Regions from separate parts of the Mus musculus genome. Here regions 2, 3 and 4 are each linked to region 1. A link is a contact called in public Hi-C data. All regions are on one chromosome and are shown on one strand. The core of a region is the stretch at or near the end of the contact, and the rest is flanking DNA. Distances in the headings are between cores, read along the strand shown. Region 1 has its middle 92 kb from the start of Gm39686. Region 2 overlaps Astn1 (astrotactin 1). Region 3 holds the start of Brinp2 (bone morphogenic protein/retinoic acid inducible neural-specific 2). Region 4 overlaps Sec16b (SEC16 homolog B (S. cerevisiae)).

Region 1 (5,680 bases), core at 1,016-3,515:
TTTGATGAAGCCACTCTCAGAAGCAATTGTTGCTGTCGCTATGGAGCCCTCTGGAAAAATAACCAGAAGCTTTAAGAGAAATGAAATTCCGTCTTGGGTCCCTAGGTGAAGAATCCTCAAAATGAAGTTCTCCCTTTTCATTGTCAGGGAAAGAGAAAGGAGAAAGAGATATATAAATGTAAGGAGGGAAAGAGAAATGGGGGAAGAGAGGGAGAGGGACAGGAATGGGGAGAGGGACAGGGACAGGGAGAGGGACAGGGATGGGGAGAGGGACAGGGATGGGGAGAGAAATAGGGACAGGGAGACAGAGGCTGGAGTAGAAGCTAAAAACAAGTAAGAACAAAATAGAAAATGGGGAGGCTCTCTTGCTTTCTTCCAGTAGGAAATTTGAGTAACAAGGCCCACAGGCTAGACAGGGTCTCCCAGGAGAGTAAGTGGGCATAGGGAATAGACACGGAAACTCAGATGGCCCCATATCTGGAGTGATTACATTCTAATTTTCTATGTGAGTGAGAACACACAGAACATCGATCACAGTCAGAAGCCCCTGTGCACACTGCCATTATTTGCTGCCTCTCTTATCACCATTCCCACTCTTGCCTCCCATCTTCCCTAAAAAGAACAAACAAACAAACAAACAAACAAACCCAGGCATGCTGTGTACAACTAGAATTTTGACCTGATTCTTTGACTGTTTATGTTATCTTGTTTTGTGTGTGTGCTCATACATTGTTTTCTTAACCAGTCCTGTGTACTAGGTAGTACTATTTATAGGCTTAGATTTTTCAAAACCTACTTTGATTATGGTCCTTTAATGCTTTGACCTCCTCGCTAGCCCACTACCCGCCAGAGGTAGAGGAAAAGAAAGGTTAATATGAAATGGGGGTTGTGGACCTGTCTAGAAATAGTTCTTTGGGGGGCAATTCTAATTTTTGTTGTTAGCAGTTCAGTCCACTAGCAAAGCACCAAACACAAATCCACAGTGGCAGTCTAGTCTACTAGGCAAACACCAAACAGGAGTGAGTAGCAGTGGCTTAATCCAGAAGAAACTGTGAGGCTCCACCAACTGACACTAAACCGCAGAAGCAGCAAGAAGCAGCTGGAATACCACCAGAAGTTTTTTGGTGTGTTTCTCTCTATGAAATCACAATAGGTGAAGATCAGCCAAGAAATCTAGGCAAACCAATGCAAGAATGTTGTCAGTGAAGATCAGCATTAGTGAAGCCCAACGATGACCAGCAAAGAGTACCAATGAAAGATCACTGACCGTCATCTGTTGGGTTATACTTATACTCGTTCCAAACATCATGAGTCCTCTTGAGCATCTACTCCAGCAAAACATTGCATGCCCTTTCACCAGGCAGCCTCCAGAAAAACACACGTGTCTGTTCTCAATGAAACATCCACTTATAAGACAGTTTCCAGAAAAGCACAAGGCACAACTCTGTCTCCAACGAAACCAGAAATTCCCCCTTCAAGTATTTCTTTCTCATGTTGACTTTGAACATTTACAAGCTCTACACATTCACTTATCAAGAATTTATTGAGCAAGGACTAGGGTCTTTAAGAACTGCCCGTAAATCATCCTTACTGAGGCTGAATAGCTGCTTGCTTGAAATGTCACCTAATCTCAGAGGTGCATCTGCACTAACAAAGAATTTGAGGACCTCAGTTATGAATGGGAGGTTCAAGTACATTCTAAAGTACAGAGCGCTTCCAGCCAGGTAGTTAGGCTCATGAAGGAGAGTGTAGATGAACCTTTTCTTGGGGATGGTGCCTCTGCAGTAGGATTCCATGGGAATAGGAGAGCTTTGTCAGTGCTCTATCTTGCCCCTTTCCTCCTATATCTCTGTCTGGGATCAAGATTGTACCCGCCCTTTTGATAAAGGCAAAAGGGGCTCAATAAAAGTTCCCTTCCTTCCTACATGAGGCACCAGTGTACCCTGCAATGGAGGAGTTTGAGAACAATGGGCTGGTGCTGTGTAAACGGATTGCTTATGCATAGCTATTTGAGGGTCTTCCTTTTAAATCACGGCTTCATTATTAGTTGCTCTCTGTCTGTCTCCCTGATCTTCTATTTCAGTTTCCGGCAGGTTAACTAGGAGGGTGTAGCTAAATCATCCATTGTGTGTGGGAGACTGACCACCCTGGGAAGCATGGCGATGCGTGAGAGTTCTTTGGCGACAATGGTTACTTTCTACCCAGGTTGCTGCAGCCTGGAGTCCTGCAGCTGCTGGTTACCATGTACGCCTCCCCTTGGTTTCATTCTCAGAATGTCACAGTGACCAGCTTGCAGGTGGCATCCTGCTATAGACGCTGGCACGAATTCTCAAACATTATGCAGCCCGTACTGATTTTCTCCATTATTTGTTGACAATAATAGTTGCTTTGAACTCTCTCTCCCTCCTCTCTCCCGCCTTCCCCATGCATTGCCCTTCTTCAGAGTCACTCCGATTCCGGGGATGTGAGAAAGAAGCCCTTCATTTTATGGCCAATCCCAGGATTTTTATTTGGATTAAATTCTGCCACAAGTAGCAGGAGCATTGTGGACCCTGTAGCACTCCTCCTTCACTGACTGTGTCTGCAGGCTCACCCCCCTCTCCCCCCACCTCCCCTGCTTCATGCCAAACACAAGCACAGTTTCCCCTGCCATTCCCTTTGCTGAACCTGTTAAATATCAAAGCTGTAAGTTTCTACAAAAGTCAGACCTTGCAGAGTGCCACCCTAGAGACTACCCAACCTCTAAGCACCTTATTGTCCTTGCCTTTCCTGTGGCAATTCATCAGGAACAAGCTTATTTCATAGGAAATAAATGAGTTTTTAGCAGTGCTGTAAATAGCATTTGTTGTCTGTGGAAATATGATTCTGGGATAAAGCTGAAAAGAATTGCTTAGGTTTTTAAGGGTCTTGGTGTGCTGCAAAGAATGAATACAATTTTCTAGGGAAAAAAACAGCTCAACCAAATGAGTACTACTCAAGTCTTGAGGAGAGTTCAGTAGCCAAGTACGAAGAATGTCACTTCTGCTGCAGAGTGGAAGGGTCAGAGAGTTTAGGTGACTGAATTAGAAAGGATGGTTTTTTTTTTTTTCTTTTTAAAAAATACACCAACTGAACCTAGGGCCTTTCATACAGCAGGCAAACAATCTACCACTAAGCTATACCCCAAGACCTCTTCTTGCTTTTGATTTTAAGGATGAATTATACTAAGAGGCTTAGGATAGCCTTAAACTTCCTCATTAGTCCATGCAGTCTACACAGACTACATTTAGTCCACCTTAGTCCTTGAACTTGACATCTAGGCTCCCTGATAGCTAGGATTACAGACTTGTACCACCAAGTCAGGCTGGTGAGACAACCTGTATTTGGTAGCTATGTAGTACTCATACCAGTGCCCAGAGGGGCTGAATGTAGCTGACATCTACTGGATAACTTTTATACTATTATAGCATTCTAACTATCATCTGTGCTTCATATCTGATACTTAGTCATATCATAAGGAAATATCAGCATTGTCTTTTCTTGGCATTGCCCCTTAAAAGAAAGAAGTGCCTCATCTCACATTGTAGCTGGAAAGTAACAGAGCCAAACTTTGAATCCAGATAATACAGTTTTAAATTTAAATTTTTAACTTAGGCTAATTCAGTTGAATGATAACATTTTTCTCTTAGCACTTTTTCTTTTTTATAAATAAAAAGTACTGCACATATCTGAAGTATATAACATGATGTTATAAGATACATATATGTTAAAATGTTTGATAGTGGAACAAAATAGCATATCCATTATTTCTCATAATGTTTTTCCCATGCACAGATGCCTTGAATCAAATTAACACTTACTCAATCAATAAGATTTTTAATTAGAAAAGACCAGACCAACTGTAGTCTCCACATCATACAGCATATCTTTTCTTGCTGCCCTTGTAAATTGAAAATAGATCCTTATATATTTTTATTTATTCTTTATGATGTCATATATACATATATGCATACATATATACAATATATACACGTATATACATATACATCTATACACACACACACACACACACACACACATATAATGAAACATGATAATATCCACACTGATTTCCCCACTCTAATTTCTCTACACACTCCCTACCATGGCCCCCTCCCAGCTTCATGTCTTTTAATTTATTTTTAAATAGACCTTATTGTTATTTATATATATGGGTATTTCTGTGTGGGGATATATGTATGTGAGTGCAGTGCCCTCAGAGGCCAGAAGAGGGCATCAAATCCCCGGATCTGGAGTTACAGGCCTTGGGATCTGAAAGTGAGTCACCTAGAAGAGCAGTATGCATTCTCAACTGTGAAACAGCAGCCCTCATTATTGCTATCTGAATAATGTTATCAAAAACCAAAACCAAAACCAAAACCAAAACCAAAACCAAAACCAAAACCAAAACCAAAACCAAAACCAAAACCAAAACCAAAACCAAAACCAAAACCAAAACCAAAAAACAGAGTTCAGTTTCTGGTGAAAGAGTAAAATCATTAAAAATAAAAGCAATTAAATTTTCCATGAGGGCTGAGTGAAGGATACAAGGATGCAGAAGGAAGTATTGCCATTAAGGTCGTTGACTTTCTAGACTTCAGTAGTAGCAGGAATGCCAGGGTGGGGATTTTTATAAGATCCTGGAAAGTGATTAATAATCCCCAACCACTGTGTCTAAGATGTCAGATCAGAGATTAGGACTGATAGTCCCGATTTCTGGGCTGTCCCTCATGCCACGCTCCACATGTTACCTCATCTCCATGCTTTGTAATGCATATTCCTCTTTGGTCTGCAGACTAAACTTTTAACATCGTTTAAGGGTTGCCACCTCTCTATCATGTTCTCAGTCCATGCGTTAGCCTTCCAATTCATAAATAGCTGTCCTTTCACATTCCAGTTTATGTCCAGCTTTACCATTTCCTATATAACTATGTGTTTACCATCTATTTCCTCTACTCAGTTCTGAGCTTTTTACAAGCAAGGTCATATTTCACTGGGGTATGTGTCCACAATGCCAAGTAAATCAGAGCTAACACAGTTCATATGCACACTGTTACTCATTAATGGAGAGATATGAAACTGGCTGTTGGTGTACTTTGCTCCAGTATTCCAGAAGCCCCAGGCATCTGTGAGAATGCATGGGGACAGAATAATTGCAGGAGATGGGATTCCTGAACCTCTTATGTTAACTGACCACAAACCACTTACCCTATGGGAAGGTCAACTTGATTCAAAGGTACAGGATTGAGGAAGTGCATGTCATGAACTTGACTACCCAATTCTCTTAGCCAGTGTCAGCCCACTGAACTCTCCCTTCAGTTTCAACTGTTTTGCCAGTCAAATAGCTTACTCAGCTTTTCAAAGGCCTCTGGCTTGATCTGAAAACATCTTGGCTCCAATCTGACATTAAGCCTGTTAGAGATAATGTGTTTTCTTGGGATTAGGTGGCACATCTTGCTATTGGAGAAACATCAGTTATGTTCATGTCTTGGCTAGAAACAGCCAGAACTGGGAGAATGCCAGCTTTCCCCTCACGTTAGACTCCTTAATTAACCTGCTAAATCAGGTGCACACTTTGCTGTTGTTTTAGGAACAAGATACACAATATGCATACACACTTTCTTCATACTTTTTATTTATTTTTTATTTGTTCAGGTTACTA
Region 2 (6,057 bases), core at 3,141-5,640, 460 kb after region 1:
GTTCCCTCTGCCTACCACCACTTCATCCAAAAGCAGCAGAAAATTAAGCCTTCTAGATGAGCAAACCAAGCCTTTGCTTTACCATCATTCTTTCCAGTGGTGTCTGGGCTGAGAGGAAGATTCTGGTGTGACAGCATCATTTTCTCATCCATAGAACAAGGGCAAGCTCCTCCTGGGGGAGGAGGCCCCCCAGAAGCCCAAGTTTACACTGTGGCAGCATGTCCTTAGGTTTAAACAATTTTGCATCCAAGTTTTGAACTCAGCTAGGGAGGCAGAGGGAGAAGTGCCCCCCTTGTGGCCTCTTGTAAACCTGACCCAGTCAAATTGGGGAGAGTCTGCACTCAGCTGACCACTAGGGACTGTGAGGGCCATCAGATGGCCAAGTTCCTTCCTACTTCAACTGGTCACATGGTGTCCCTAATGAGGCTTCCTTCCTAAGGTCACATAGCAGAGACATGTTTTGACCTCTGTGGGTTCTGTTTGCTGGCAGAAGGCCGAGTCATCTGGCCAGTGCCTGGATTTTTACCACTGTATCTTGTGTGCTTTTGTCTTGCTTTCAGTGGGCTCTCCCCGAAGTCCTGTGAATAAGACCACCTTGACCCTGATCAGTGTCACCAGCTGCGTGATTGGCCTCGTGTGCTCTTCTCATGTCAGCTGCCCTCTTGTTGTCAAGATCACCCTACACGTCCCTGAGCACTTGATCGCTGATGGTGAGCTCAGTCTGCCAAGGATGGAACCACTCCGTCAGTAGTTGGTGGTTTTCAAGCTGGGCAAAAGATGGAGAAACCAAGGGTCACTATGGTGGGGAGGAGGGACATGCCCGAAAATGTAAGATAGAGGTTATGGCTAGATTGTACACAGATGTTTGCAGAAATTGAGCAAATGAAAAACGTGACAGGTCATCTCCAATACTCGATGCACATCGTCTGTAAGTAATCTTCTATTTGTAGAGAAATGCAAAGCACAGTGGCTATAGATGTGTAGACATCATGGTCTTTTTACCATTTGGGGGAAGAAAAGCTAACAGGACAGTAGAGGTGTTTAAGGATCGGCCATGCTTTGATTTGTTTGGTCCAGGTGATAGACAGTTAACTGCATTCACTTGTTATAAGTCTACACCTCAAAAGTAATAATTTACCTTTATGCAAGCGGACCCAAAATGATAAGTGACTCCCATAGGTTCTGAGAGTCCCTGAATCATTCAGTCCTACAGCGTCTAATTGACTTGTTAGTATCTATTCTCTTTGTTGCTGCAAGGCTGGAAACAGGTGGGGAGTGAGTGTTCATAGTGCTATTTCATAGGAGGTGAAGACAGGTGGCGCATCCTTGTTACGTGGATCAGTGCCAATGCCTTGTGGCTAGGTCTGATGGAGCCATGCCATGGCCACCACAGAGCCACTCTGTCCCTCTCTCCCTTAGGAACACTCCTGCAATATGATATGAGGCATGGCAGTAGGCAATGATATGGCTGGAAGGGTTAACGTCCTGGCTTCACAGCAATCAATATGACTGCAGGACCTCCATCTGCCATTCCCTTGTGCTGGTACTAATGGTAGGCTAGGATTGGTGGAAGTAATGATACTGAATTAGGATGTGCCCTGCCTCTGGTGACTTGTGCCCCTGTATTGTGTGTGCCTCTGCAGCCATGCTTCTTCTCTGTCACCCGTAGGGAGCCGCTTCATCCTGCTGGAGGGGAGCCAGCTGGATGCCAGTGACTGGCTGAACCCTGCCCAAGTGGTTCTCTTCTCTCAGCAGAACTCCAGCGGGCCCTGGGCCATGGACCTCTGTGCCCGGCGGCTCCTGGACCCTTGTGAACACCAATGTGACCCCGAAACTGGTAGGCGGGAGCACCGGGCAGCGGGTAACTGTCAGAGAGAGCGCATGCCTTTTGCAATCATTCTCTTGCGATTCAGACCATCTCACCCAATTCCGCTGTCCCTTTTTCATCTCAAGCGTGGACCATGCATGCATAGCACCATGTGGTTGAGTCACTGAGCATAAAAACATGCAATAGTCTGACAGAAGTCTGGGTAGGATCTTAACCACAGCCTTACTCTGCAAAGGCCAGTTTGGAATAACTTCTGCAGTCCATTTTGTCATTCTTTAGCTACTGTGACTATCCATTTATAATTGCAAAATTAATCCAGGTTTAGTATAAAAAATAGTATAGAAAAAAAAAGATAAACGTCTATATTTCTGTCTCCTATTTCTGACTCTTCATGTCCTTTCTTTCCATTACTAGTCTAGGCATAATTTTTTAAAGGTTTCCTGGAAGCATGGGAAGTCTAGTTGAGTTTTCCTGAATTTGTTTCCTTAATATTCTATAAGACTTTCCATAATCAAAATTCTCAGTAACATTTTAATGGTCATTTGCTATTATATCATACATCTGTACCATAGCTCATTTAAACAGTCCTGTTGCTTTGAATTTAGAAGGCTTTAGATTCTTTTTTATTTTTATAAATACTATTAAGACAAACCTCTCAACAACAAAAACAAGTGGGGCACATAGGAACTTATTTTTCTTCCAATGAACTTTAGGGATCGATCACTACCCAAAGGCGGTTGATATATTTTAGTGTGTGACTCTATCACACAAGACTAGGGTAGTTCTGAGTGAGGCCCAGATTCATGTATTGTGAAGTGGAGTGACTGCCTTACTCCTAGAGTGTTGTATACCCACGACCCCAGGTCTCTCTGCCAAGTAGATTTGCACTTTTGTGGTACGAAGGGTGTGTACTCTTCTTGTTACCATGACAGAATATTGAACAGAAACAAGTTAGAGGATGAAGGATCTATTTCGGCCCATGGTTGAAGGAAACACAGTCCATCCTGGCAGGGAAGGCATGGCATATAGGGTTCTATATGGTGGGAAGATGGCTTATTAAATCTTTATGGACCAGAGAGCCTAGCTGAAAGTGGAACTGGCCTAGATGCTTTAAGCCTTACCTCTCTCTACTCCTATGGCATTATACCTGCCAGCTAACCCTCAAGTCCAAAAGTGGCCTTCCAGTGCCACCAACTGGGGACCAAGTAGTTGACAAAATTTCACATTTAAACCATAGTAAAAGGTTCATATATAATAGCCACTACAAAAAAAAAAAAAAAATTCAGGAGCTAGAGCATCACTGGTGAAGCCCTACTGGAGAAGAAGTGTAGCACTATAGAACAAAGGAAGAGGTCATGAACCAAATCCTCAAGATCTTTGTCATGTGTAACTCCTGAGCCAGGCTGGGGATGGGGTGGATCTTCAGAAAGTTCAGTTCAGAAAGGTCTTTCTACAGATGTAGCCTAAGACCATATGATCTGTATTTAGTTGTAATCCATTATTAAATCCCTTTGAGAAACTAGCAGGTAACTGTGACATCTAAAGTTCACATTCTGAGGTTTCAAACTTATTTTTTTACGTGGGCCCATCACAGGGATTCTAGGTCCCCATATGGAAGAGAAAGTACAGCACTTTCCACATCTGATGTCTAAGACGGTGCTTGCTTGCTGTCCCTCCTACGCTGTCAGGCAAACACCAAACCAAACAGATGGGCTGTGCACTATGCCCAAAAGCACTGTGCTTGGAAGAAATTAAAAAGAGCTCATCTCAGAGGTGGGAACTCTCCATGTAGCAGAGCTGGTCTCTGGTACCCTCGTCCTCCAGCTGGTTAGGATTAGGAGGATTTGGGACAGTCTTAGATGTTAAACTCACTTCTGAGAGCAACACGATCTCCCGAGGATCTTACATGTTTCCTCTTGGCCTTGAAAGAAAACCAAGGCCTACAATTACATGTGGAAAGGAGGGAACTGCTGTTGTACACTTGGGAGGGTGAGACATGCTGCCTTCTTACTTTACACAACATTTAATTACCTGGGCCTGATTTGCCCAGAGTCCTGTGGATACTGATAAGGAGAGTTTTGTTTGTGTTTAGCCTATCATGAAGTCTGAACAAAAATAGGGTTGTTAAATGTAACTTGAACTGCTCAGGTATGCTGGGTCCGACATGTTTGTCATTCAACTCTTTAGGAGGTAACCTGGATTGAACATTCCTAGTGGGTGTGCCAGGAAGCTGGTTGTCTATAGAGAAGTCTGATATCTACCCTCTAGCCCTTTGCCGATGTCTAATTTCTAATCCTTCCTACAAAACGACTGTGGGAAGCCCCTCTCTTGCAAATGGTTTCCCGGTATCTCTAGCAACTAATGAACTTCCAACTGGAAAGTCACAAGGTATACTAAATATAAGAACACAAGCTCTGCAACAGAACTAAGGGACAACATCTTCACTTGGTACGGCAGCTGAGAAAGGATGCTGCGGAGCCGCATCTTCATTAATGCGGGGATTGGAACCCCGCCCACTTCTGTGCTGCTTCTCTCTGCACATGTGATGATGTGGTCATCCCACACGCTCATCACTAAGGAACTTTATCGCCTCCCACACTCCATCCTAGGAGCCTTTCTCTAAAGAGCTGAGTGTGGGAATTGGCTTCGAGTCAAGTCGACGTTATTTTTTGCAATCCTCCAGCTAGCTTCCTTGGAAATGTCAGCGTGTTGGGACATGTGCTTTCCCAGCCGAGCTGAGGGGTCTGCCCATATGGATTCACAGGGCTGTGCAAATGCACTTGTGTATTTTTTTTTCACACAGACACACGTACCCATAAACACACAAGCACACAAACACAGATGCTCAGGCACTGCGAAGGAGCAGCCTTTGGTGCCTGGAGCACTCCTTAGGCAGCTTTCCTAAAAGTGTCCCAAAGATAAGTATGTATTTACACATCAGCTGCACGGGACTCCACACTACCAGGTGTGAGAGATAGAAACATGGTCTTACTCCAGCAGATGCCCACATCCTCCTCCCCACAGTCTGATGATGTGTGATGTTGCATCGCACAGGAAGGTTAAATGGTGCATAGAATTGAAGTCACCTAATGACTGCTGTCACAAAAGCAAGATTACCCTAGATTATCTGGGTGTCCCAGTGCTCTGACAATACTTCTCAAAAGTAGAAGGGAAAATAGGTCAAAGTGCCAAGATGAAGGAATGATTCGTTAAGCTACTGTATACTTTAAAGATGGACAAGTCATGAACTAAGCATCCAGACAGCCTTTAAAGCAAGGGAGCAGGATCTCACTCTAGAAAGAAGCATAGCTCTGTAGAGACTTACTTTGTAGATACTTTAATCTTGGCCCCATAGAACCGACACTGGTCCCCTCTGGCCTATAATAAAGTGATGTTGCTTTAGGCATATGAGTTTGAGACTGGCTACAAATACATCAAAAGAAGGACAAAGCAGTTAAGGAAGAGAAACTTGTTATACTCCCTCTTCCTATACCCCCACCATAATTCTAGAACTTCTAAAGATGTGTGAGGGCCTGTGAAAAAATTGGGCCTGTAGGAAACTTGCTGGTTCATTCCATTTCCAGCCTTCCTCTCCACTTATATTCTAACACCATGTTACCTGGGAGGTACTGAGCTCAGAGACCAGCCTGGAGAAGAGCAAACCAAAACTGACAAATGTTCTTATAATCATCCCAGCTCCTCAGACCTTCTGCTTATATGTGGGCATGCCTGAGAAAGGAGAGACCTTCATACCTTTGTACTCTCTCCTAAGCATTGTGATTCTCTCCGACCAGGTTATCAACTTAGGACGAGTCGGTCCTAGGACCTGGTTTGGGGAAGATTTAAGATGCTTGTCATTGGGTTCGGACTTGCTGGTGTCTTCCCACAGTACACTGTGGGCCATCTCCTCTCTGCTTTGTAATGGCAGATGGAAAATGTATGGGAAAATGTTTTCGGGGGGAAATAATTGTGCTAGGCGGTGTTTATCAGGAGCCCTGCTTGTTATTGTCACTGTGATTTGCTTAGACAATCAAAGCTCCCCGCACAACACTACAAAGCAGACAGTGTTTTTTTATCATCACTTTAGAGAGATGTTGACAAACTGGCTTAACACCCTTGCTCAGTTAATAGCCCAGCTGGACTGTAAACTCAGAGTACATATCAGAATATATCGTATCAGAATGCATATATCAAAAACCACATTTCTGGTCATTTTGGAATGTTTCTTC
Region 3 (5,997 bases), core at 2,192-4,691, 300 kb after region 1:
TAAGGTTTTTTTTATCCCTCTGTGCCTTGATGTACTGCCAGAGGAGGACCCCCCAAATCACATCACAGCCTCCTTGCTTTGTAACGTATAAAGCAACCAAGTCAGATCGCAAACACTGAGATGGAACTATGCCTTAGAAGGAGCCCAGGGGACTGAGGTTAATTAGGAAGCAGTAAGACCCAGGCCTCCATTCCATGAGTTTTCCTACTGCTGTGTGTCCTGTGTAAGACAGATCTTCTTCTGGGGTTCTCTGCACTCCCCTTTCCAAGAAGAAGACTGAAGTCTTTCACGCTCTACATCTTAGGATAACCAAAGACAAAGGAGACTATAAGCCATCTGAGAATTATGTAGAGGACTTCTGTAAATGCTCCCAGCTCTTTGGGAAAGGAGCTCTTCAAAATATATGCAAGGACTTATTATTTAATAAGAAGAAAGAATGGCTCTCCAGAAGTAATACCACACAGTGCTCGCTTAAACACTAGCTAGGAACCTGAACACTGAACATTCCAGCCAGTGCAAAGTGCCCACACATTATCTCCAGTCCCTTCAGATTACCTCTTGTTTGTGAGTGGAGAGGGATTTTGGAGCACCCTCCCTGAGGGATAGGTCTAAGGTGGTGCTCCCAGGTGCAAGCCTGTACCTTGGGGAAGAGGATCAGGAGGAGTTGATGACGCAGGGAGCAGGGACGTTCTGTGCCCTCTGGCTTTGCTCAGTAAACAACCTGTCAGGAGGCCAGAGAGGAACACTCTGAAGGGGATCTTGAGGTCCAGGAAGAGATGTTTCCCATTCCCCAAACCAGGCCAACACAAGAAGAATCGGGCCCTTCTGTCCTCCCCAGCGTTTACCTCCTCTGACTTTTCTTGTTTCCACACTGAACACATACCACTCCATTCTGGGAAAGGAAAGACAACTCCATTTTTTTGTAAGGCGAAAGAAGTAAGAGTCAAGAATGCTTCTGGCTTCCCCATGGCTGCAGCCCAGCTGTCAAACCCCTTAAAACCAGCTGTTTTCCAGCAGCCAAGATTCTGGTCTGACGCTTGCTCTCAAACACAGTCTCCTTGCTCGGCATCTTTCCAAATTCTTCTTTCCTCACAGAAGCAGAGCATGCATCTTTTCCCAGAGTGGGTAGCAGCTATGGTACTGGTAAGATAGATCACTGTGGCAGCATTGCTTGGTCATGCTCTCAGTGCTACATAGCAACTCATTCCAGGTGAGAAGGAACTCATGAGGGCCATGTCATAAACAAACAAACAAACAAACAAAAACCAGGCATACAACTGTGCAAAATCAAGAGGGAAAACACATAGACTTCAGCATCACTCTAGCTGTTTCCTGATGTCATCAGACTGCCCCCCAGGGGATTTAGTAGAATCCTATAGCTTCCTGGTTAATACAGGCATTGCATATCTTCCAAGAGCCTGGCCAGGGGGGCGAGGAAAGCAAAGGAATCAACATACACTTGTCTAGAGAAGACCTGGGGAGAAATACTTAACTCACAGTGTATATGTTTAATTCTTCTTATTGGCCTATGCTAACATATCACTGGCCCTGTTGGATACGGTCCGGATTTTATTTCATAATTGATATTCTCTTAGCACATTTGTTCCTACTCAGGGCAACCTGCTCCCAGGACAGGGAAAGCATACATATGGTTCTTTACAGAAAGGTCTGTTCAATCACATTACAGTGCATCCAGTTGATTGTTAGTTAATATTTGGCTTAAGTCTATATACCCTGGATAAATATGTACCGTGAAGAAAGACTGCTTGGTGAAGAGAGAACTCCTCTGGGCTAGAACAGCAGTGTACAAGTTCATCCTCCTACTGGGTAGCGACACCCCAGGCATCATGGCCCGAGCAGGGGCTAGGCAGAGATGCTTAGTGTTTCTGTGAGCAGCCAGCTTCCTTCATACAGCTGTGAACACACACACACACACACACACACACACACACACACACACACACACACACACACACACACACACAGCTGTGTATGAACAGGGAAAACACTCTGATAGATAGTCTCAACAGACCCTTCCCTTCAGCACAGCAATATTCTCCCTGTAGTGTCTCCAGTGTACTACCAGGATTGACTCAGTCGATTGGGGTTTCTGTTATACCACCCAAAGGAGACTATGGGATTCACTCCTAGGAATTATTTTTGTCCCTCATTACATGTTCATAGAAGAAATAGACTGGCCTCTAAAGCATGCCACAGGGCTTTAATGACCATGTGAATACAGCTATATTGCACAAAAGAATACCAGGTCTTTAGGGTCCTCCCCAAACACAGTGAACCTCGTGCAGTTCTGTCCGGCATCAGCTAGGCAAGCAAAAGTCCTTGTCATCCTCTGCAATTATGGAGCCCGAATGAATTTTCGAAAGCTAATGGGAGTTGCACTAACTTTAAGGACTTAAACCAGGCAAAAAAAGAAAAAAAAAAAAAAAAACCAATATAGGTCAGGCAGAGTGCCCAAGCTCTGTGACAGCCATGCGACACCAGGAGGCGATTCCAGAGTCAGCTCAAACCCAAAGTCCACTGCTAAGCTCCACCTGACAGAAACTACGGGGTGGAATGGGAGTTATTCCTTTTGCTTGCAATTGCCAGGCACCAGACAAGAAGGTTGAATGAGGACTCATGAAAATCACAACGAAAGGTGATACAGAAAACCCAGGGGTACAGACCCCTGCACGATTACCTTGAATCCTTGTAAGAGTCCTTCTTGCTGTATCAGCTGCTCCCCAAACCACCAAGGACTGCGAGGAGACTCCCAAAAGACGCCTGATTTTTGTGCAACATCTCCAGTGGCAGCCTTCCAAAGTTTTTACTTCATGATTTCTTGTGGCTCTTTCTCCTTTGGGGAAATATGAAATGCCACCCCCTCAGCTTGTGAGAGGGAACGGATGTCTCTTTTCAAATTCTCCTGCTCTGGGCTTTGCTGTCGCCGCCGCCGCCGCGGCGGCAGCTTTTAGACCACTTGCCTGCTGCCTTGCCGTGGAGCAGCGAGCATCCCAGGCACCCACAGCATCTGTGAAGTGGGATCAGCACTAGGCTGGGTCGCACGCGGCGTGGGAGAGGTGAGGAAAGTGGGAAGCCAACTGAGAAGTCCCCTGTCCCTCGACCGAGGTGAAACCCAAGATCTTGCCTTCTTTTTTTTCCAACTCTAAAGAGACTCACCCGCCCTGTCATCCGAAATCTGTGCCTTGTACATGGACAGAAATCGTTCCTCAGGCGTCTGGGCTCCTTCGGCTGCCTGAGGACCTGCTGGTGTCCTCGGAGCGCGCGGCAGGTGCATTTCCAAGTCCTCCGGAACCCGTCGAGCTCAGCGGAGGCGCTGCGGGTTGAGCCGCGAGCCGCGCGGCAGGCAGGCGGATTCCATCCTGGAGCTGCAGCCCGGCGCGTCCCCACTCCGGCTTCCCGGTCCGTACCTAACCAGTGTCACCTGCAGACTCAGACACCGGATGAGTGTCTTAAGATAACAATGCTGCCCTGCCTGCCTCTCTCGTTCTTTCTTATGCACGTAGGTTGGCAGCCAATAGGACCCTGCGCCATACTCACCACAGGCTCCCATTGGCTGTGAAGCCTGGCAGGAGGCGGGTTCTGAGGCCTACCGGCAATCTCCTTTGGCTAGCTGGCAGGCTGGGGTACCAGCTCTGTTAACCCTCCCAGCTTTTTGCAGCAGCGACTTTTTCCCCCTCCCCGCAGTAAGGATAAGGAAGAATTGGATAAATTCGCGGCTGCGTGTGGCGTTGGGAGTGAGATTGGAGCGTGTCAGAGGCTGAGGAACAAGAAGTAGACTGGGAACTAATTACATTTGCTTTGGTCTTCTGAGTTACAATATTCATTCGTCCCAGCCCATTTTGTTTGCTTGCTTAACCAGAACTCCCAGAGATGGGGACCCATTTGAGCCATTTTCCTTCTAATTTGAGGTTTCATTTAGTTGTTCTGTGCTTTTTAAACCTCCTGAATTACTTAATTAGAAGTGAGCCCCCAAGTGAGAAATAGCTCTCTCTCTCTCTCTCTCTCTCTCTCTCTCTCTCTCTCTCTCTCTCTCACACACACACACACACACACACACACACACACCCCGGGGCCGGGGGCGGGGGGGGGGGAGGGAGGGGGTAAAGAGGGAGGCAAAAGACCACAGGAGCTCTGTGGTAAGATGACCAGGCAGAGAATCGCTGAACAGCTAAATTGAGACACCTCACGCCCCACACCAGACCTGTAGGGACAACAGCAAAGAGGAGAACTTGGGGATTCTGGGGAGACCTCTGAAATGGCCTGCGTCCAAAAAGAAAGAGAATTGTTTTGCCTGTGATGGTTTCCTTCTGTGTGTCTCCTTTCACTCCAGTGGCTGTCAGGAAGAGGGACTCGCATTTTTTAAAGGAAGACTAGAGAAAGGAGAACAGGACAAGCCTTGTTTCTGAGAAGCAGGTGCTGTCTGCTGAGCCTGTGAAAGGGAAGTCCGGGCAGTGGGTAAGGGAGGGAGAAAAGGAGGGAAAGAAGGAAAGAAGGAGGAATAAAGATATTAACTTTAATTGAATGGATGTGAACGATATGTTTTTGATGTTCTAATAAATGTGTGAGGCTGAAATGCATCCTACTAACTGGCGAACTACACTAAATTTTGGAAAGAGCCGTTGTTGAAGAAAGATAAGTTGAAAGTGGCAAGGGATGTGGGGGAATTCCCAGTGAGTCACATGATGAAGGCCTATATAGAGGAGAATAGGCAGAGAGGGAGACAAGTGTCTCCATTTAGTTTCCTTGAGTTGAGAGCAACATCGGAGATTGTTTTGGAAAGAAGTAGACAAAACAGAGGGCAGAGGTTAGATGTACACAGAGGAAGGATATATCTGGGGTTAGGTATAAAGTGCCCCTTTAGCCAGATGCTCTGAAAGAGTGAGGAAGTCTAGAAACTGCTTCTTATCTACAAACCCCCACCCATTTCCATCATATCTGATCTCTACTTGTTTTCTACTCTGCATCTCACCCAAGTTATTCCTTCTACACTCTGCAGGAGTCTGGCTATAAAACATGCCAGAGAATGGCGGTCCTGTGGAGTCCCCAGATCTTCAACTAAGATAAAATATCTAAATAAACTACTGAGAGTTTAACTGCTCCTGACTGTGGAGCCAGTTGTTCCTGAGATTCCTAGAGACAGAGGCCCACTGAACCTAACCCACGTAAGAACGCTTTGGAGGTCTTCCTGTGAAATAACTTGAGGGAGTGAGGGAATGGATGAATGGTAGGACAGGTGTAACTTCTGTCAATGGAAAGAAGGAAAGTGCCAGGATTTCTCAAGAAGGGACAGCCAATCAAAATCTTGATGAAAATCAAGAAACTTGGCTGTGTTTTCTTAAATCACCCATGATATTTTAATGAAGAAAATCACACACTAAAAAAACCTACAAATGTTCATCTGATGAAGGTACTTTGAGGTAACTACTATTCACTTCATTTCCAACATTACAAGAAGCAAACATTGATTCTTTCTTAGTAAATCTAATAACAGCCCAAAGAGGACTACTATGCAAATACCCACTCCCAAAGAATTTCACTCTCTCTTAAACCGTGAAAATATAGAATATTAGGAGGATACAGTGCTCTACACCTTATTTCTTCCACTCACTAATGTCTTGGCCACAAGAAGCTGATGATCATCTGAGTTAGTCCCACCCTTTAACTGTTGCTGCACACATACTATCTTTTCTTCTAAATGAATATAAAAGTCAAGGAATATAAATCACTACATTTACTTTTTAGACCAACAGTATATGAATTCTTGTGGCAATGTTTCAAAAGTCCACTTCCGTCTGAAACAGTTATGTCATGTAACAAGACAGTGGAGAGGGTTATTGTCACTGAGCAACAACTAAATGTCTGAATGTGTGAGATCTTTTTGTGCAATCTCATTTCCTTCTCATGAACTCCAAGCAAGTTATACATTGTTATTATTTATGTATTAGTATTATTGTTGTTTAAATTCTACAAATAAAA
Region 4 (5,722 bases), core at 307-2,806, 500 kb before region 1:
AGAGGTATAGACAGGGGGATTGTAGCAAGGCCAATGCTAGCCAGGGTGGTGCAATGAGTTCTAGGCTAGCCAGCCAGCCAGGGCTACGAACCTGTCTCAAGAGAGAGAAAGAAGACATTTCTGAGATGCAGAGCTATCAGTGTCTTTGCAATGTTTGCTTTGTTACAGATTTACTTTATAAAAAGGTAACTGCACCGGGGAAGCAAGGTATTGAGGGATTGAAAGCCTTGTCTAAGGTAGCCTCTCGGGTGCACCATCAGGATGGACTTGGAGTCTAGACAGTAAGGTTGCAGGAGCAAAAGTTGTAGCTGATATTCCTAATCCTCTACCACCATAGCAATCGGTGCTCCTCACAGATTCTTCTCTTGAGCCTGGGCTCAGATAGAAGAGTCATCTTCTCAAGGCAGTCTGTCTGGGCTAAGCAAGCCCATAAAGGTACCTCGCTTCCTATAGCCCATGTTCATGACTCCTGGGGGAGTTTCTTGAGATATGTTAGCTTCTGGAATTATTCTGATGACTGGAATATAGGGCACCTGGCAAGCTGTAGAGGGGAGACGGCAAGTGTGTGTGTGTGTGTGTGTGTGTGTATGTGTGTGTGTATCACATTCACCTGTTTTCTTTCCTCACTGGCCGGATGAACTTCCTGTGCAAGATCTGTCATTTCTTTCTGGCTCCATTGTCCTCCCCAGTCTGTGCCAGGCCATCTGTGGTGCTCCTGGACTCCACGGCTTCCTCTTTTGCACTTGGCAAGCTCAGGCTGCTCTGTCTTTCCTGGGGCATGCCAGGCTGAGGGCTGAGGGCTGAGGGCTGAGGGCTGAGGGCTGAGGACTGAGGGCTGAGGGCTGAGGGCTGAGGGCTGAGGACTAGTTTTTAGGAGGTTGAAGTGGGAGGTGTTGAAGGGGGATGTTAAGGGAGGTGCAGAGCCTCCTCCTCACAAGCAGGCTCTTCTAGAAGTGCTGGCACTCTCACTTATTGCCCAAACCTAAAGAGATGGAGGTCAAGGAGGAAGTGCAGTCTATCTTGAGCCCACAGGCTCTTTCCTCTTATAGACCTGCCTGAGAGCAGCATCTCCGCCTCACCTCTGTTCTTGTTATTCCCTGCTTTTAGTCAAGAGTTTATGAAATTTGCAACAATTGAGGCTATCCAGCGGACGGAAATCTTCGAGTACTGCCAGATGCTGGGCCGCCCCAAATCCTTCATCCCTTCTTTCCAGGTAACTGAACCCCGAGGGGGGCGGGGCGGGGCGGGGCGGCCATCAGCGATGCTGTGTCTAGGTTGTGGGCAGCCAGGTTCTTAGCCTTGCTGTTTGGCACCTGGTACCACCGGCCAAGTCATCTCCTGCATTTGTCCTCTTTAACGGGAGTGCGGGAAGGCTTAGGGTTTCTTTTTATGTTCCCGGAAGGTCAGAATTTTACAGCATGAAAGCAAACGGTTCAGAAGTCTTTGCTGGAGGCATACATGCGGAAATCTTGCTGCAGTTCTGCCCCTCCCTCCCTTCCTGTCCTCCTGCTGCCCTGGGCTCTTCTCTCCTAGCACTTCCGCTCAGCTCCTCCTCAGCTCCTACAGCCCTCTGGTCCCTCTGACAGCTCACCTTCTGACCACTCCCCCTTTCTCAGGAGCTTCCCTCCTGCTCTGGCCTTAGTCCATTCTCTCTTTCTTCTCAGGGTTTCAGTTGTATAGGTGGCAACCGCACTGCCAGGCTCTTTTCTCTCCCCTCAGCCCCTCTGTTTGGCATCTCGTTGCTACCCTATGTCCGTAGGCATCGCGTCATCCTCCAGTCCGATCCCCTATGTGTTTTGAGACCTGCTACCCAGTGGCCTTTTCTCGCGTCTCTTGCTGGTGTGGAGTGTGAACTTCACTGAAGCCTTGCAGCAAACTGGCATAAAACCGAGGTAGTTTGTTTCTGGGCTGGGAATAGGACTATCTCAGCCACAGCACTGACTCCAAGGTCCCCATCTCCCATTCACTCGACACTACTCTGTATTTTCTTTCCCTTTTATGGGAAGGTACCTTTCTTTTCTGCCTTAAGTACCTTCTTCAGGCCTGAGACCTTGTCTAAATGGATATCCTCAAGGTCCGCTGTTGAGAATGTACACAGCTACAATAGCAACGCACACTCAACACAGAACACACGTAACCTTGGGAATGAGTCCCTGTATTGTAAATACATGACCCATTTAGCCTCTCCTTTCTGAGAGTTTTGCCTTGCCTAGCTGCTCCTCCACAGGGCTCCAGCGTAGGCACTTTGGTTGCTTTTCTTTCCCTTCGTTATTCATCCCGCCCACATGTTTTGTTGACGTTGTTCTGGGCTGGTAGTCTTAGTATAGCTATTCTTACCGGCTGTTTCACACACTCAGCATTGTGTTGCCGTGCATCTTGAATATCACTTCTAATCCTGTGGGGTTTTCCCTTTCACAGAAGTTGGAACCGAGGCTCGAAGGGCTGGTTATATCTCACCAGCTCACTTGTGCATACCATTTGTTCTAAGTACTTTGTGTGAATCCCCTAATTCTATCTTTATAGTTCTAGTGGACTAGGTGGCATCGTCCATGCTCTAACAGGGAAGCTGAGGCACAGAGAGACAAAGGGGCTAGCCCAAATGTCCCCCAGCTAGCATGAGTTTGGATTGGATTGACTTTGTTTGACACCAGAGCTGTCACGTTTGATCTCATCCTATAGCTCCTGCTATGGAGACTCTTCCTCCCTACACCAGCATCTGCCTGCACTTCCTTGTGGGCTTCACAGCCTCTGCAAATGGTAGAGTTTTGTATCTTCATGTAAGCCCTTGTGCCGGGGCTGCACTTCACATGCCCAGGCTTCCTGTGATGTAGGCTGCTGGATAAAAGGGCTGCCCTGCTGCCTTTCCAATGGAGACCCAAGACTGGAAAGACGAGTTGATGTGATCCCTGAATCCTTTTCTCCATCACGCAGCAACTGTATGTAGGCTGGATTTGGAGTTGTGCCCATATGCAGATAAATTGCCCCAAATGGCACTGGGCCCTTGCTATTTGGATGCCAGAGTGAGTGGAATCTGGCAGTCAGCTGACTTCCAAGAAGTCTTATCTACATTTCTCTGCCTCTCTCCTGCCCGGATGGACTCATCCCTGGCCCGTTCCTCTTCACAGGTGTATAAGCTCCTCTATGCCTCCCGTCTGGCAGATTATGGCCTGGCATCCCAGGCCTTGCATTACTGTGAAGCCATTGGTGCAGCTGTCTTGAGCCAGGAAGGGAGCAGCCACCCTGTGCTATTAGCGGAGCTCATCAAGGTGAGCGTCTCAAAGGGATCTCTGTAGGTGTTTTATCTTCAGTGTTCAGAGAAGCCATTGTAGAGAGGCTTAAACTCCACATTTCATCTTCTTTGAACACACTGCAAAATTGGAGCCCACGGCTGTCTTTGACCATGTATGCATGCCCCGATGTGATAAGCAGAGGTCCTGTTTGCACAAAGAACAACTGGCTGGGCAGGGGGCAGAGGGGTTGGGGGACTGCAAAGCAGGCGTGTTCTGCTTGAGAAGTTCTGTGCATCTGCTTTTCTGGTACAGTTAAACTGCAAGCTACGGTGAGCCGTCCTAATTACAAAAGCGAGCCTTTGAAAATAGATTTTAGTGATTAAACCAGGAAATGATCCTTATTAAAATACTTTTAAATGCATGGAATATTTTATCACGTGTGGGACACATTTAAAAAAGAAAACAAAAACCGTACCAACCCTTAGTTTCTTGGGAAGAAACAACAATCAGGAAAATAGTTGTTTCAATTAATTGAAGGAAAAAAAAACCCACTCCATTAGCTAGAGAGTAAAAGGCAGGGTGCTCTACAGTATCTGTACCGCTTTACATGAGGCCCAAGTGCTGGATTCTATAACCAATAAAATCTGTGCTGCCTGAGCCCCTGCCCACACTGCTAGTGGGCTGATGCCCAGGATGAGTAATTAGAGTTTCTAGGTACAGAACATAATGACACCTTGAGGCAGAAAGCAGCATCAGGTGGTGAGCAATGTAGATCTGAGTCCCATCCAGACCAGAATCAGAATTAGCATTAACAAGGTCCCTGAATTTTCTCGAATTTCTATTCTAGAAGTTTCTCGAAGAGAAGGCAGCAATGCACGGACACAAAGCTGGAGAGCTCTCTTTTTCCTCTCATATTTTGGGGGCAATAATACCAAAATGGGTTGCTTATATATTTATACTGCAATTTTGGGAGGAGATCTGCTGAATTTGTTATTTCTCAATTATTCTTTGTTATGTGATGTTTGAGTAAATTATGGCTTCTCCTCCCTTCTTATTGCCTCTCTCCCCTGTTGTCTTTCCACATGCCCCATTTCTCTCTCTTGTCCTTCTCACTTTCTGCCCCTGACCTGCCTGGAAACTCGGCCTGCCTGGAAACTCGGCTCAGCTCGCAGAGAAACTGAAGCTGTCAGATCCTCTGGTTTTAGAAAGACGCCGTGGGGACAGGGACCTGGAACCAGATTGGCTTGTGCAACTGCGGAGGAAGCACAAGGACCTGGAGGTAACGAGGGTGACACCAGCGTCAATGGGTATCCTGTGTTCCCCTTTTCATTTCCAGACATAGGCTAGACATAGAGATGCTAATTCCCCACCATGGGCGTCTCCTATTGCCTTTGAGGCATGGTCTGTGTCCCTGAATGTTGGGATTCAGAACATTTTGTTCTTTGCTTCTTTGCTGTGTGCAAACATTTTCCTGTGTTTGCCTAGTGCCACAGGGGGGCGCTTTTCCCAACCATGCTCCCTCCACCCCTTTCTCTGAGGACCCAGAGGATGTTTCATGAGCATCAAAGCTCCCCCATCTCTGTTAGGAACAATGGATCACAGTGGACCTGTGTCACTTTCATGTAATGTAGGGCAATTGCTTAAAGGACTTCCGGGCTTTTCCTTTTTGTTCTGACAATTGTGAAAGCTGCTGGTCCTAATCAGAAGAGTAATTGGAGTAGGGCCTTCCCCATTTTCTTTCTTCTACTCTGCTGTGAAGGCTGGACAAAGTGACTCTTTAAATGCACACTGCCTTTTCTCCATCCCTGGATAGCAAATCCCGAGGCCCATAGCTTAGTTGCTTCCTTTAGCCTTCACTTTGGGGAGGATGGTGACCCTCACTTTGGGGAGGATGGTGACTCTCACTTTGGGGAGGATGGTGACTCTCACTTTGGGGAGGATGGTGACCCTCACTTTGGGGAGGATGGTGACTCTCACTTTGGGGAGGATGGTGACCCTCACTTTGGGGAGGATGGTGACTCTCACTTTGGGGAGAATGGTGACTCTCACTTTGGGGGAAGATGGTGACCCTCACTTTGGGGAGAATGGTGACTCTCACTTTGGGGAAGATGGTGACCTGCACTTTGGGGAGAATGGTGACTCTCACTTTGGGGAGGATGGTGACTCTCACTTTGGGGAGAATGGTGACTCTCACTTTGGGGAGGATGGTGACTCTCACTTTGGGGAGGATGGTGACTCTCACTTTGGGGAGGATGGTGACTCTCACTTTGGGGAGAATGGTGACTCTCACTTTGGGGAGGATGGTGACTCTCACTTTGGGGAGGATGGTGACTCTCACTTTGGGGAGGATGGTGACTCTCACTTTGGGGAGGATGGTGACCCTGGCTCTGAAGAGAGCTGAAAGACTCAAGAAATAGTGTCTCATCTGCATGATTCTGGGCACTGGGCATTCAGTGGAGGTCCCTTTGTCTGGTCATTTTCCTGGGACATTT

Evidence for each region. A called contact is a pair of places that touch in the nucleus more often than the background predicts.
Region 2: a Hi-C map of cortical neurons shows a contact between it and region 1, with 2.2 times the contacts expected there. The contact joins two enhancer-like sites. A contact is called at or near these places in 1 of 39 promoter capture datasets (embryonic stem cells) and 2 of 484 Hi-C or Micro-C datasets (cerebral cortex and cortical neurons).
Region 3: a contact with region 1 is called in a Hi-C map of cortical neurons, with 3 times the contacts expected there. The contact joins the promoter of Brinp2 here to the enhancer-like site in region 1. A contact is called at or near these places in 4 of 39 promoter capture datasets (embryonic stem cells, pre-B cells and stem cell-derived epiblast-like cells) and 3 of 484 Hi-C or Micro-C datasets (the N1E-115 cell line, cerebral cortex and cortical neurons).
Region 4: a Hi-C map of cortical neurons shows a contact between it and region 1, with 4 times the contacts expected there. The contact joins two enhancer-like sites. A contact is called at or near these places in 13 of 484 Hi-C or Micro-C datasets (the N1E-115 cell line, cerebral cortex, cortical neurons and 5 more) and 1 of 9 other capture datasets (embryonic stem cells).

Annotation. Positions count from the first base shown.
Region 1 is chr1:158,052,891-158,058,570 of GRCm38.p6, forward strand. No RefSeq gene overlaps it. Among named protein-coding and RNA genes, the nearest start is that of Gm39686, 92 kb to the right of the region's middle. Within about 2 kb of position 2,266, at least 7 of the 459 cell types and tissues checked have an H3K27ac peak or open chromatin away from gene starts, as enhancers often do. A contact at or near this core is called in cortical neurons, where this site is marked.
Region 2 is chr1:158,509,286-158,515,342 of GRCm38.p6, forward strand. It overlaps Astn1 (astrotactin 1), which reads left to right. Exons shown (of 23, transcript NM_007495.4): 6 at 561-710; 7 at 1,670-1,837. The region is part of intron 1 of Gm37679 (a long non-coding RNA gene); the gene reads right to left. Among named protein-coding and RNA genes, the nearest start is that of Mir488, 6.7 kb to the left of the region's middle. Within about 2 kb of position 4,391, at least 22 of the 459 cell types and tissues checked have an H3K27ac peak or open chromatin away from gene starts, as enhancers often do. A contact at or near this core is called in cortical neurons, where this site is marked.
Region 3 is chr1:158,352,819-158,358,815 of GRCm38.p6, forward strand. It overlaps Brinp2 (bone morphogenic protein/retinoic acid inducible neural-specific 2), which reads right to left and starts at 3,442. Exons shown (of 8, transcript NM_207583.2): 1 at 2,699-3,442.
Region 4 is chr1:157,553,640-157,559,361 of GRCm38.p6, forward strand. It overlaps Sec16b (SEC16 homolog B (S. cerevisiae)), which reads left to right. Exons shown (of 26, transcript NM_001159986.1): 15 at 1,108-1,213; 16 at 3,126-3,266; 17 at 4,396-4,509. Among named protein-coding and RNA genes, the nearest start is that of Sec16b, 30 kb to the left of the region's middle. Within about 2 kb of position 1,557, at least 44 of the 459 cell types and tissues checked have an H3K27ac peak or open chromatin away from gene starts, as enhancers often do. A contact at or near this core is called in cortical neurons, where this site is marked.